Linked DNA regions of Cricetulus griseus: region 2 is linked to region 1. A link is a contact called in public Micro-C data. All regions are on one chromosome and are shown on one strand. Each heading gives the region's core, a stretch centred on a gene start, on an enhancer-like site or on the middle of the called end of the contact. The rest is flanking DNA. Distances are from core to core; before and after follow the strand shown.

Region 1 (6,198 bases), core at 2,868-5,367:
GATCCCAAGTGTGTACTAACTACCACACTCAGCTTCAAGCAATGTTTTAGGTATGGAAAGTTTCCCCAGGATTTGGGCATTTACAAAGTCTTCTTCTTTTTTTATGTGAGGTGGGGGCATTCTTGGCTAGAGAAGACCAGAAAAACAACTTCCTGAGTGTGAGACTTGGCTTAAGCCTACCAGGGAGAGTCTTTCTTTTCTATGGGCTGTGTTTTTTTTTTACCTTTATAGTTTCCATTCTGTCTTGAAGCAGCTGCATTACTGCAAACCTGGTGTGGTGCTAAAAAGAAAGATAAATCCATGTTGAGATTAATGATGATTCACTTATACTTACAAACACTTGCAATCTAGAAGGATCCCGGAGTGCAATGTAAACCTTCTAAAAGTGCTACAGCAGTGTTTTTTGAAACTGCAGAGACCTGGACAGGTGGAACAGTAAGGTGACTTGACATCTGCTTACTATCAGTAGCTAACAGTAGTATTCACAGTGTGTCTTTGGATTGTGTGGTCAGGGACAAAAAGCTCCACTGGCTGTGTGTGTGTGTGTGTGTGTGTGTGTGTGTGTGTGTGTGTGTTTGGTAGAAATTTTATAATATTCTAGCCCAGGAACTCAGAAGAGATTGATTTCCTTCTGCTTCACAGACAAGGATTGGAAGTACATATTGATGCACACCCTGTAGAGCGTACCATGCTTGGTTGATAGGTGACTAGCTGGGCACAGCGGGCATGCCCTTTAGGACTGTTATATGGCCATAAGCAGGAGGAGATCTTGAAGGACTCCACCTTTTCCCATCTCTTGCTCAGGCATATTGATCTGCTTCTCTAACTCAGCGAATTCCTTCCACCGTTAGGTGTATTGTTGCTGTAACATCTGCCTGGAGTTGTTTTTGTTAAAAAACAAAACAAAAAAAAAAAACTTGCTCTTTCAGATCGTTGACCAAATGCTAATGTGAAAAAAATGTGCTTGTTTTCATGATGGCCTATCCCAATCTGAAATTGTGTTTTGCTCTTTCTGTTTGCTTGTTATTGAGTCACTCTCCAACTAGTACATGAGCTCTCAAGTCAGGTTGCTTCATTCCCTCTGACAGCCTTGGTCTCCTGCTTCCAAGGATCCTTCAACCAGAAGACTCCTCCAGAGAAGACAACATGAAGTGCCCTGCCAAGGGTCAGGGTGACCACCATAGAGCATCTTTTGTGTCCTGTTCTAGGTCAACCCCAGACCTATGAACTCTGAGCTGGCCCTAGAGCCTGGCCTGAGGCCCAGAAAATTCTCTGTAACAGGAAGAGAACTTGCCCTTAAGAGATACATTTGCCTAGGTTGGGGCATTTTGACCTCTGAGTTTAGGAAAACTGAACCTTTTCTTTCCCTTTTCCTGTTCAGACAGAGTTTGATGTGAGCTAGGGCTTTTCAAACAGCACTAAAACTGTTTCTTTGTTTGTTTCTTTGTTTTTTCACTTGAAGAGTCAACAAGATAAAGGCAGTTTCTTCAAGTGGAAGTAAAACCAGCCTTCAAGAATGAAAAGTTTCTGCATCCCAAAAAGCCTCTCCACTAGTGCAGCAATCCAAGTCAGACCAAATCAAACTGAATTAGGAAAAGCCCATGTTAATGGATACAACTCTCCCTTATGGCTTGCCAACTCCCCAGAGAGGAGATGGGAAACAGAGACTAGAAAAGACTGGAAAATCACACATCTATTTTTGGGGCGGGGGTGCAGTTTAAACAACCTGTGGGAGTGGTCTTGAGTATCTCTGGGGGAGGGAGGCTTGGGTAGAACTTCCACCATAGCATTCCAGACTCTTTGGGAGTGAAACTTACACCATAACAAAGAACCTTACGACTTAGGTAGTAGACACCTGGGTCTTGGCAGAATGGGGTTTCGCTGGTAGAGAGAGAAGGGGTTTCTGGGTAGAGGAAAGGAAACAGCCAGTGCAGCCAATACAGCCTGGAGGCAGGAAGAGAGGAGCCATTCCTGTTTCAGACAGAGCCTAAGGAGCCTATCCATACCTTGCCCAGGGAGATGACCTCATTAGCTTCAGGGGGAAGGCTTGGACTGTCCTTCCTAAGAAGACCTCCCAGGAAAAGCTGAGCTCTGCTGGGATTCACTGAGTAGCACATCTTTCTTCTGAGTCATTCCCATAATGATGTTCCAGAACACCGTTTGCGTGTCTCTGTGTGTGTGTGTGTGTGTGTGTGTGTGTGTGTGTGTGTGTGTGTGTGTGTATTATGAGTGTGGATTGGGTATGTGAAGGGGGATAGTTCTAACTTTTCTGTAGGGGGAGACTTGATCCCTCACAGCCCTGGGGCTTCTGTGGGTGCTGATCTTTGAGGTATGAGTTATGGAATTTACTTCTATTCAGTTCTCTATTTCCCTGAAATGACCTGCGGTCTATGTTCTGTTTTTACAGTTAGGAGAAAAAAAAAAAAACAACACACAAGCAGGAATTTCTCAGCCCTAGGGGCTTCATCAGGGTAAGGCCAAGTGCTGTGGTTTCTGCACACTGCTATGCAAATACAACTCTTCTTAGCAACATGATAATGCCCTAGCTCCCCAAGATGATGATAATCCATTCTGGCTGCTGGCCATGGGAGGAGAGTGTTCAGGACCACCAATTCAGGCTCCTGTAGATAGGGGAGGCAATGGAATTGCCACTGAAGGGATTTCTATGTGACTCCCATCTTACAGCATCTTTTGTGTCCTGTTCGGCTAACCCCACACCTGAGCAGGACGTACAAATGAGACACTTTCTGTCTGCTTTAGTAAAAGCTTTTTAAAATTACTTTGGCTGAAATGCTAATGGTTAGGAAGTCTTGACTGCAACATTCTCTCCTCTGGGCTTAGGTCTTTGCTTACTTATTCGAGGATTCTGAGGTCCCATTGATTACAGGCACACCCTGTTCTTGCTGGGACTCAGTGTGGGGCACACTTGACCCACAGGGCTGATAGCTAACCTACTAGGTGGTTCCCATAAACAACCAGCTGGATGAGAGTGCAGGGAACTGAGCCGAGGTCATCAGAGGGAGAAACTAACAATCTGAAAGTGTGTTCCATGTTGGAAGCACCAAAAACAGAACCCTTTTTGGTCTTTTCTTCATTCAGACAGGGTATCTAGGTTTTGTCTTTTTTTTTCTCCCTTAAATAAAAGTAGATTCTCATTATACTCATTATTAAATCATGTGAAGTGCCCCATTGCTATTATTCTCATGACTAAGATTTATAGTTTCAGAATGAGGGAGAGAATGAAAGTCCCACTCACCTGCTTTCATACTTGTAACACCAACATCCCTCAAAACCAAGACCCAAAGAACTTTGCATCAAAACACTATGTTCAAGCACAGGGGTCAGCTTGTATGTAAGCCTTCCCTGTGGCAGTACCCTTTGGCAAGAGGGTTTCGAATTATGCTGGGTAAATTGTGCTGGTTTTACTATGCCAAATACACACACGTCCAATTGGTGAGCTGGCACTTCAGAAATGATGTTTCTGTGTTTCTTGATGCTTATTTGTTTGAGCTTTAAGTTTTCTAGTGACTATTCTCCGTATGGAGACAGATGAACAATTCTTCACCCAATAACTGGACAAATATAACTAAACCCAAATTTTCAATCTCTTTGGGCACAGATTCTGAGAAGCTGTGCACATAGGGCTCCAAGTTGACTCCTACATGTTAATTCAGTACTGCAACTGTGTAAAGTACACTCTCCTTATCTCGGCTGGATTCCTGAGCACTGTAATTGCGTTTGGGAGCATCAGCCAGTGTAGGAGGGAACTATCTAAATTACAGACTACAGCACCTGCACCTGAGAATGAAGACCTCAGTGTGGATGACTGCGGGCTACTCAGTAACAACCAGTTCCTTCCTCTATTCTGTCCGACTCACGTGCCTGCGAAAGTGCTGATGAGACCAATCGGTCTCTTTTTTTAAAAAAAGTCTTGGAAACATCTCCTTGTCTGGGGTCACACTAGGGTGCTCTAAATTTCTAATCCCTGCAGAGTTGGAGGAAGGGGAGGGGAATACATTTCTTAGTTTAAGATACCTTCTGGAGCCACTAGATGTCACTGCTGCCAGTCGGCCCACATCTGTCCAGCTGACAGCTCAGAGACCGAAAGCGTTTCCATGAGCTAGGACAGCCCACAAGTAGCACTGTGCAGGAGCATACAGCACAAAAGAGACGCTGTGCCAGAGTGGGTAACAAGGCGTGGCGGGTCTCACGTTCGCCGGTTAGGCCAACAAAGGACACAGAGTGCTCTCAAGGCCCACTTGGTCAAACGTGACTCTTGCGATGCCGAGCTGCCGGTTTGCACTTCGCAGTCAAGGAAGAGGAATGCCAGAGCATTACCATGCACATGGATTCCGTGCCCACAGTGAGAACAGAGCGGCCGAGTGCAGCGGCCCTCGAAGACAAACCAAATTGATCCCATTTCCTGGGTGGGGCTCCACGCAGGCTGTGGATCCGGAAACCAGCCAGGTTCCCAGGGACCAGTGCAGGGGTGGGGCCTGCAGAGAGGTCTCATAATCCGTAGCTAATGCAGCCCAACTGCCGGAGGCTTGTGGCCCACAAAAGCTTCTCAGAGGAGTCACACCCAGGAGGACCCAGTATTTGGAAACGCTGTCCTCTGGAAGAGGGTTTTTCCTAAGGGGCCCGCAGTTGACATCACCGGAGCTTGCTTTTATTTTTCTGACAATGGTTTTGTATTTTTTCGTTAAATTACTTTCTACAGTATCCCACAATTTTAATATCATTTCTATTTTGTGTAATGAAGTTCATCTGCCACTCCTATTGAAAACGGTGGTTTGGGTAGAGGGGATAATGACCTGCATGAATTCGTGTGTAAAGTCCTGCTACAATCAAGACTGAGAACAGAGAACGGCCATAAGAGTGCTGAGTTCCAGAGCACTAGTGAATGAGGAGACTCCTTGAGTCTCCAAGAGGCCTGTTGATTGATGTGCTATTATGAATTCTGGGGAAGGAAGCCTGTAAGCCTCTTATTGAGGGCTCCTGGCTGTTTCCCTTGGAGTTAGTCTTTTTGGTAAAGTTGGGTAGCCATTTTCTCCTACTGGCCGAGTTGGAATTAACATGATCGGTGAATGAACGGGAATTCTATGGACACATTTGGACATATTTCAATCTTTCTGCTTCTACTTGAAGGAATTACCCGGATGACAGGATCCAAGTGATGTTCTATAGCTAGTACATGTGCCTTGTCTAAGATGGTACTCAGTGGGCCAGAGAGAATATTGTACTGTCTAAAGCACTCCTGTGGCAAAGGCAGATTGATCTCTGTGAATTTGAGGCCAGCCTTGTCTAAGTAGCAAATTCTAGGCCTGCCAGACCCATTCTCACAAAACAAGACAAAGTAGGGAGCACTTAAGAGAAAAGGCAGGTACTACTGGGTATTACTTACTCAAACTAGCTCTGGGTTTTATTCACTCACTAAATATAACACCTAATACTGTTTTAGGGTAGGGATACACCAGTGAACATAGTAGATAAAAATCATAAGGTAAAGGAAGAAACAGTTAGTGGGAAGAGACACAAAATAATATCATTGATGGTGCAATGTGTGCATTCCATAGGGGGGAGTGAAGAAAGGAGGGGGATGGTTATATTGGATGGCACACTCATGGAGCTCTAACAGGAGGCTAAGCTGGGAGCCAATACATGGGGACTATAAAGAAGCAGTGTCAGAGATGGTAGGTGACAGTAGCCATGCTGTAGAGCGAGAGGTAGGAACATTGAGGAGGTGGTGTGGTGACAGAGTGACCAGAGCGAATGCAGAGGTGGGTCAGATGGTGAACCCATCCCTCAGTGAGCAGGCCCTCAGTGAAAGTACTGTAGCTGTCAGTCTAGCAGAGGTTACCGAGCCATGGGTAGCTAGAATGGTTTCTGTAGGAGGCTGATAAGGAGGCAGTTGCAAGGATATGGGTGAGAGATTGTGGGGACTAAGCATGGGAGGCGTCAGGAGAGATGAGAAGTAGCGGTCAGTTGTTGAGTATATTTGGGTTGAATGTACAAGACATAGCCCAGTGTTGTGTCCACTGGATTTGTCTCAAGAGGGAATTCAATTGTTAAGCAAACGGGAGCTTTGCCACCTAGTCATCACACCACTGCTGGCTCAAAATCAACTATGATGGGAACATTTATCCCATGGAAATGAGCAGAATTTCCTTTGCAGAAATATCTTCCTAGGGCAACCTA
Region 2 (5,744 bases), core at 1,112-3,611, 590 kb after region 1:
GCCAGACATGCAGACGTAATTCAGAGTTAAAGGGCTTTCTCTTGATCAGGGTTTCTGCTTCAACAGGTGCAGGTATGATGACTATATTCCCACCTTCCCAGTATTTCTCCTCTTTCTGTGTGACGACCATGGCTCTATTAATGCCAAGACTCCCCTCATATGCTTTTGTGATAAGAATTTTAAAAAAATTCAGCAGCAAGAAACAACAACTACAACAAACCCAAAACAAAAAGCAAATCAAAAAACTAGATCAAATTGAGTTCCATCTACTACTTAATGAGTCAAGAGTTGACACATTTCACAGTGTAGACAGAGCCAAAAAACTATGGGAAACCCCTCTGATTGTTTATCCAATCAACACTAGGATCCAGGCATTTGTATTTGCTGACTACCGGAGGCAGTTCTGCAGAATACACATCCAGTGCCTCACTCCTGCTTTCTAACTGATCTTTGAGACCAAACCTCTACATGTACTTTCCAAAGTCTAAATGCTGTTTACAGTTTCAGGAGCCGAAGCTGTTAGCAAGGAATGGAGTACCTGCTACTCTAACAAGCTTTTGAACAGCCAGGAAGCAGCTACCAGTGGTTCACCTCATGAAAAGCACCCCCTGTCACTATGTCAAGGCACCCCACAGACAGCCCCAACACACAATTGTTTGAGCTGAGAGGCATTGTTTGCTACATATTCCTCTTACCTGTGTGAGTTCTAATGTGTCCTTGAAGCAGCCAGGGTCTGGAGAAAGCCTTGCCACAGATCTTGCAGACACAAGGCAATGTGTGGGTCCGAATGTGCATCTTAAGGGCACCCAGGCTCACATATTCCTTGTCACAGTACTTGCAGCTGAAAGATTTCCTAGACTGGGCATCACAATGCAGCTGCTTATGTTTGGCCAGCCCAGAGAAAGTAGAGTAGGTCTTATTACACAAATTGCACTGAAACTTCTCAGCTTCAATGGCATGGGGGTCTGAGAGCTTGGCTTGCAGTCTTTCCTCTTCATCACTAATGGGACTCTCTGAACCACTGTGGTCCTTGGATGAAGTATCAGATGGAGGAGGGGGGCTTACTCGCCCCAAGGGTGAGGAGTATCCAGCAAGAGGAGAAAGGCCACTGGGCAGAGGGGAGTGGAATGGAGCTGCCGATGTCCACACAGTAATAGGGCTGTATGCTCCTGAGCTGAGGATCTCTGGTTTTGGTATGACAGGCATGGGGTAGCTCTCATAGAGGTACGGGGAAATGATCACTAGGAGAAAGAAATTGAGAAAAAGGAGAGAAAATTAAGGCAAAAATACTTTTTAAAATACACGTACACCGTCTGAGACAGCACATAACAATACACACAAGACTCCATAGTGAAGACAGACTCCCTCACAAGGATACACAGAATGACGAAACATTCCTTTCATCCGGGCTTAATGTCCTTGTGCAAGCTGACAGTTACCCTGGCTCTTCCTATCGGGGATTCTGGACGAGCCTTACAGTACTCATTTATAAAGAAGAGCTAGACACGATTGTAAAACTTTCTGTAGAGTTGCTTTCCATTTCATGCATGGGCTCTTCTACTGTGGGGGCAATGGCATGCAGGAATCCAGCTGCTTTGCAGTTCCTGGCTCCCCAAGGTAACAGCTCAGCCTCGGGGGAAGGGTGTGCTCATTGCAGAGCACTCATTATACAGTGAGAACCACACCGCACTACCGGAAGGAGGCTTTCCTTGTAAGGAAAACGCTCAAAAGATTTGAATTAAAACTTACTCTAAGTGATCCAGAGACTGAAAGCACTGTTTCAGGACAACATTTAAAGGAAAGCAGCCCAATGTGTGCAGAGTAAAGCCGTGGAACCGCGGTTCAATCGCGCAGATTTGCAGAGCGTATTTTTACCTGTGTGTGTGTCCAGTTCGCTGTAGTTGGGCTTCTTGGAGGCGTTGAAATGTTTCTTGACCAGGAAGGAACGCGGCATGGTGGCGGCAGGCGGGCGCGGGCGGATAACGGTCCAGGCGGCGGTCCTACAGCATCGCGGCGGCTCAGGTGCGGCGTGGGACAAGCGGGCGCCTCTGAAGTCACCCGGCTCCCTGCCCGACTGAGCTCTTCAGGGCTGGGTGGGGTTTTCTCCCTGGTTTTTACTAGAAGCATCCAATCACAGCTGAGAGGTTCGGATTTCAGCTCCTCCTTCTGGGACAGCTGTGAACAGAGGAAGAATCTGTTGTCAGACTAAATTCTGGTTGAAAGTGGGCTATTCAAGGCATTTCAGTGGAGGCTCAAAATACATTAAATGTTTTCAAAGAGGAAATTTCAGTTCTTGAGCATTGCGGGAAGGCGTTCCGGCGAGCAGACCGCGAACGACTTGGCTTCCAGATGTGGGCCTTGTCGGGCGCGGGGTGGGCGGGAAGTAAGGGCCGCCCACGGGACCGTGGAGCCTTTGGTGACCGGAGAGCCTATATTTGGAAGTAGCACTTCGAGGGGGTTTATTTGCACACGGACCCATGATGGCCCCGATTTTTTGTACAAGGGAGGTTAAGGCGCCCATCAGCCCGCTGAGGCAGGTCTGGCCAGCTCTAGGACCGCGCACCGAAAAGTTAACTCGCTGGTCTTGCGTTAGCCGCTTGAAAGGAATGCCTAGCAGCCTATCCCAGGAACTGGAAGAGAGCAATGATTAAAAGGGAAGGCTTGGGCAGACTCCCACAATAGGCAAGCTCTGGAAGAAGCACGGAAATCTCTCATGAAGACATGTGAACAAGACTTCCTCCCTTTAAGACACATGGTGCTTTAGTAAAAGAAAAAAAAATGTGAATCTCTACAGACATTTCTTTAAAAGTATTTGTTTTAATTTAGTGGTGTTTTCTTTGGTAGGAGTTTTCAACACCCCTCCCGACCCCTGATCCCCGCCACTTTCCTGGTTTTAAGTAAAAGATGCAAAAGGGTTACTTTGCCAGCTACTTGACTGACAGCTTAGACAGTCCAGTAGTCAGCCAATCACTTGCATTTGAATACAGGGATAGGTCTAAAAAAATGCTCCGATGTGACTCATTTTAAAACAGCAGTTTTCGCCATATCCGTAGACAACTCTTGTTAATTTCAGTGTTATCCCTTCCCTTCCCAACAAAACCATAGAAATAACGCCCCCCCGAAGACTACTGACTTTTTTTTCTAACAGGTGCTGGAAGAAAATAGATAAAAGAGAATAGCACCGATGGTGTCGAGACTTGTAAGAGAAAAGTGCATTGTCAGGCAGCATAACTTCTTAATCTGAGGATGAGAAAACAGGAGTGTGTGGGTGAGGGAAAAGGAAACACGCAGACTTCCTGGGCTAATTTCAACGATTCCCTTTCTCCTTCCAACAGGCACTGATTTAAATGTCAAACACACAAAGGAGTTTGTATGAATCCTTATATGAAGGAAACTGAATCTTCAGGAGACAGGAAAACACCAAAATCCATTAGATTTTCCCCCAGGCGGATCAGAGCTGGAGTTTGAATTGTCGTCTTCTTAGTGGGTTTGTTTATATTCAGTCACCTGCTTTATAGAGCAAGAAATCTTCTTTCCCTTGCCACCTAATTTCTAGCAAAACACATGGTTTGTTAGAGATCTAATATCATTGAGAGAGCACAAAACCACAGGACAACTGGGAATGTGAAAGGATATTTAAGTATTTATTTACAAGTAATTATAACACACAAGATAACCTGCTAAAATGAGTTCTTGATATCTATTTAAAAATTTAGTAGTAATTCATTGTGGTTGAAAAACAAAAGCAAACAAGAAAAGAAAAAAAACAAAACAAAAACCCTTGAATTAGAACCACAAATGCACAAAGCAGCCAAGCTTTATGCCCAGTGACCTAGGCCTGGGGCCTGAGTTACTGTTGACAGCAAATGTTCATATCCTTATTCCTGTAAAGAGCCTGTGAACTTCAAACTCTGCTTAAGGTTAGCTACACCATAGAGCCAGGTTTGAGCTAAACGGGTGAGGTCTGTTCCACTTGTCAGCAGGGGAGAGTCCATGGGCTGATGATGACATAAATCACATTAAATGGGTGCTCTGCTCAGGTGCAGTAGTGGACAATTAGTGTTAGTTAACCTGATGTAGTTAAAAAAAAAAAAAAGCAAGGATGGAAGGCCAGCTGTAGCTGTGAGGATTCTAGTATCACAGAACTGATTTTTCTCCCTGCAGACAGATACTGGGCTTCTATGGGTGAGGGTGATGGCTTTGGTCACTGACTGAAAGATTTTGTTTTGCTTAGACAGCATCACAATATTTTAAATATTTCGTTCTGAATTCATATAAAAGGAGAGAGAGAGAGATGAAAGAGAGAGAGATGAAAGAGAGAGAGAGAGAGAGAGAGAGAGAGAATGTGTTAGTGGCAAGTAGCCTTTGCTAATGCAAGGAATTAGACCTAGGCAGGAGAGAAACTGTTGATCCTTAATTAGGCAGCTTAGAGAAGCCACTTATGAGATAGATACTTCTTGTGGAGAACCACAACCAAGGGAAGCTAGAGATACCAGGTAAGTTAAGGAAGCTCAACCTTAGACTGTAAAATGTAATGATCTTTTGTAGTGGACCTCATAACTCTTTTGCAGGCTTAAGCCCACTGGAAGGTAATCTTGACCTATTTTGAATGGAACTGATTCCTGGGTATGATGGGACTCAAGAAAGTTCATCTCATTTTCTCATTCTCCAATTTCCTCTACTTTCTGGGCAAACTGACCAGGATGGCTTGGATCTTTCCTGAAAGGCTCTAGGGATTCCTGGGGTCTTTCTTTATTATGGCTGTAATTTCCGTTTTTTTTTTTTCTTTTTTTCAGGAAAGACACAGTCATATTCTTCCATCAGAAAAATGCTTGAGAGGAAAAACTGGTACTTACTTTATGCACACTTAGGTCTTCATACATACAGGATTAGAGTAGAAGCTGCCAGCAATATTAAGGAAATGAAATTTATTATCCAGTGGTACTTCCAGGCCTTAAAGTATTGAAACATCCCATGTAGTGCTGTGCCCTGAAATAAACCATATTTCTTTGCAACTACATCATGTGGCTGGGCTGTTAATAACTGTGAACAGTGTGAAGTGATAAAAAGTCATTGGTTTGCATGTAGTATCTGGAAATTATCATAAAATACTATTAATTTAAATATCTACTAGAGAGGAATAAAATTTTATCTTATTAACTGAAGCTTCTTGACAGTGGTGTGATGCCCTTTATGAGTTTGTACATGTTTATATCCCGGTGTGAATTTGGACATACATTCTCATCTCTGATTTATCATTTAACTCAGTCTTTGATAAAGTAAACTATCAACAGAAATGACATTTCCTCCTGGTATTTGGTCTTCTCTATGTGGAACCATGTTTACTATACATACCTAATTTAGAATAAAGTGGAGATAAATATTCTCTAGCATAAAAGGCAAATTTTTCTGAATCCTGTACCCACAGAGAATTCAGAGGATACTGCTTACATACTTATACACACACACACACACACACACACACACACACACACACACACACACAGAGAGAGGGAGAGAGATGCAAATATGTTAATGATACCAGTAAAGCCAGACAAGTGTGCACGTGCAGATGTACATGCACTGTGTGTGTGTGTGTGTGTGTGTGTGTGTGTGTGTGTGTGTGTGTGTGTGTATCTATTGAAATTGGGATGGGAAGCAATATCAATGAGATGTCAGGATGTCCTTCCTGGTTAAGAACCATCAACTAGGCCCATAGCTACTATCTGTCTCTGTCTCTAAAG

The links. A called contact is a pair of places that touch in the nucleus more often than the background predicts.
Region 2: a contact with region 1 is called in a Micro-C map of the CHO-K1 cell line, with 5 times the contacts expected there. The contact joins the promoter of Snai2 here to the enhancer-like site in region 1. A contact is called at or near these places in 5 of 8 Hi-C or Micro-C datasets (the CHK-Q cell line, the CHO-K1 cell line, fibroblasts and 1 more).

What each region holds. Positions count from the first base shown.
Region 1 is chr4:74,155,319-74,161,516 of CriGri-PICRH-1.0, forward strand. No RefSeq gene overlaps it. Among named protein-coding and RNA genes, the nearest start is that of Ube2v2, 260 kb to the left of the region's middle. Within about 2 kb of position 4,118, at least 2 of the 6 cell types and tissues checked have open chromatin away from gene starts, as enhancers often do. A contact at or near this core is called in the CHO-K1 cell line, where this site is marked.
Region 2 is chr4:74,750,590-74,756,333 of CriGri-PICRH-1.0, forward strand. It overlaps Snai2 (zinc finger protein SNAI2), which reads right to left and starts at 2,362. Exons shown (of 3, transcript XM_035444768.1): 1 at 1,876-2,362; 2 at 696-1,241. The coding sequence starts at 1,954. It overlaps LOC100772567 (vomeronasal type-2 receptor 116-like), which reads right to left. Exons shown (of 9, transcript XM_027413392.1): 9 at 2,273-2,630. The coding sequence ends at 2,273.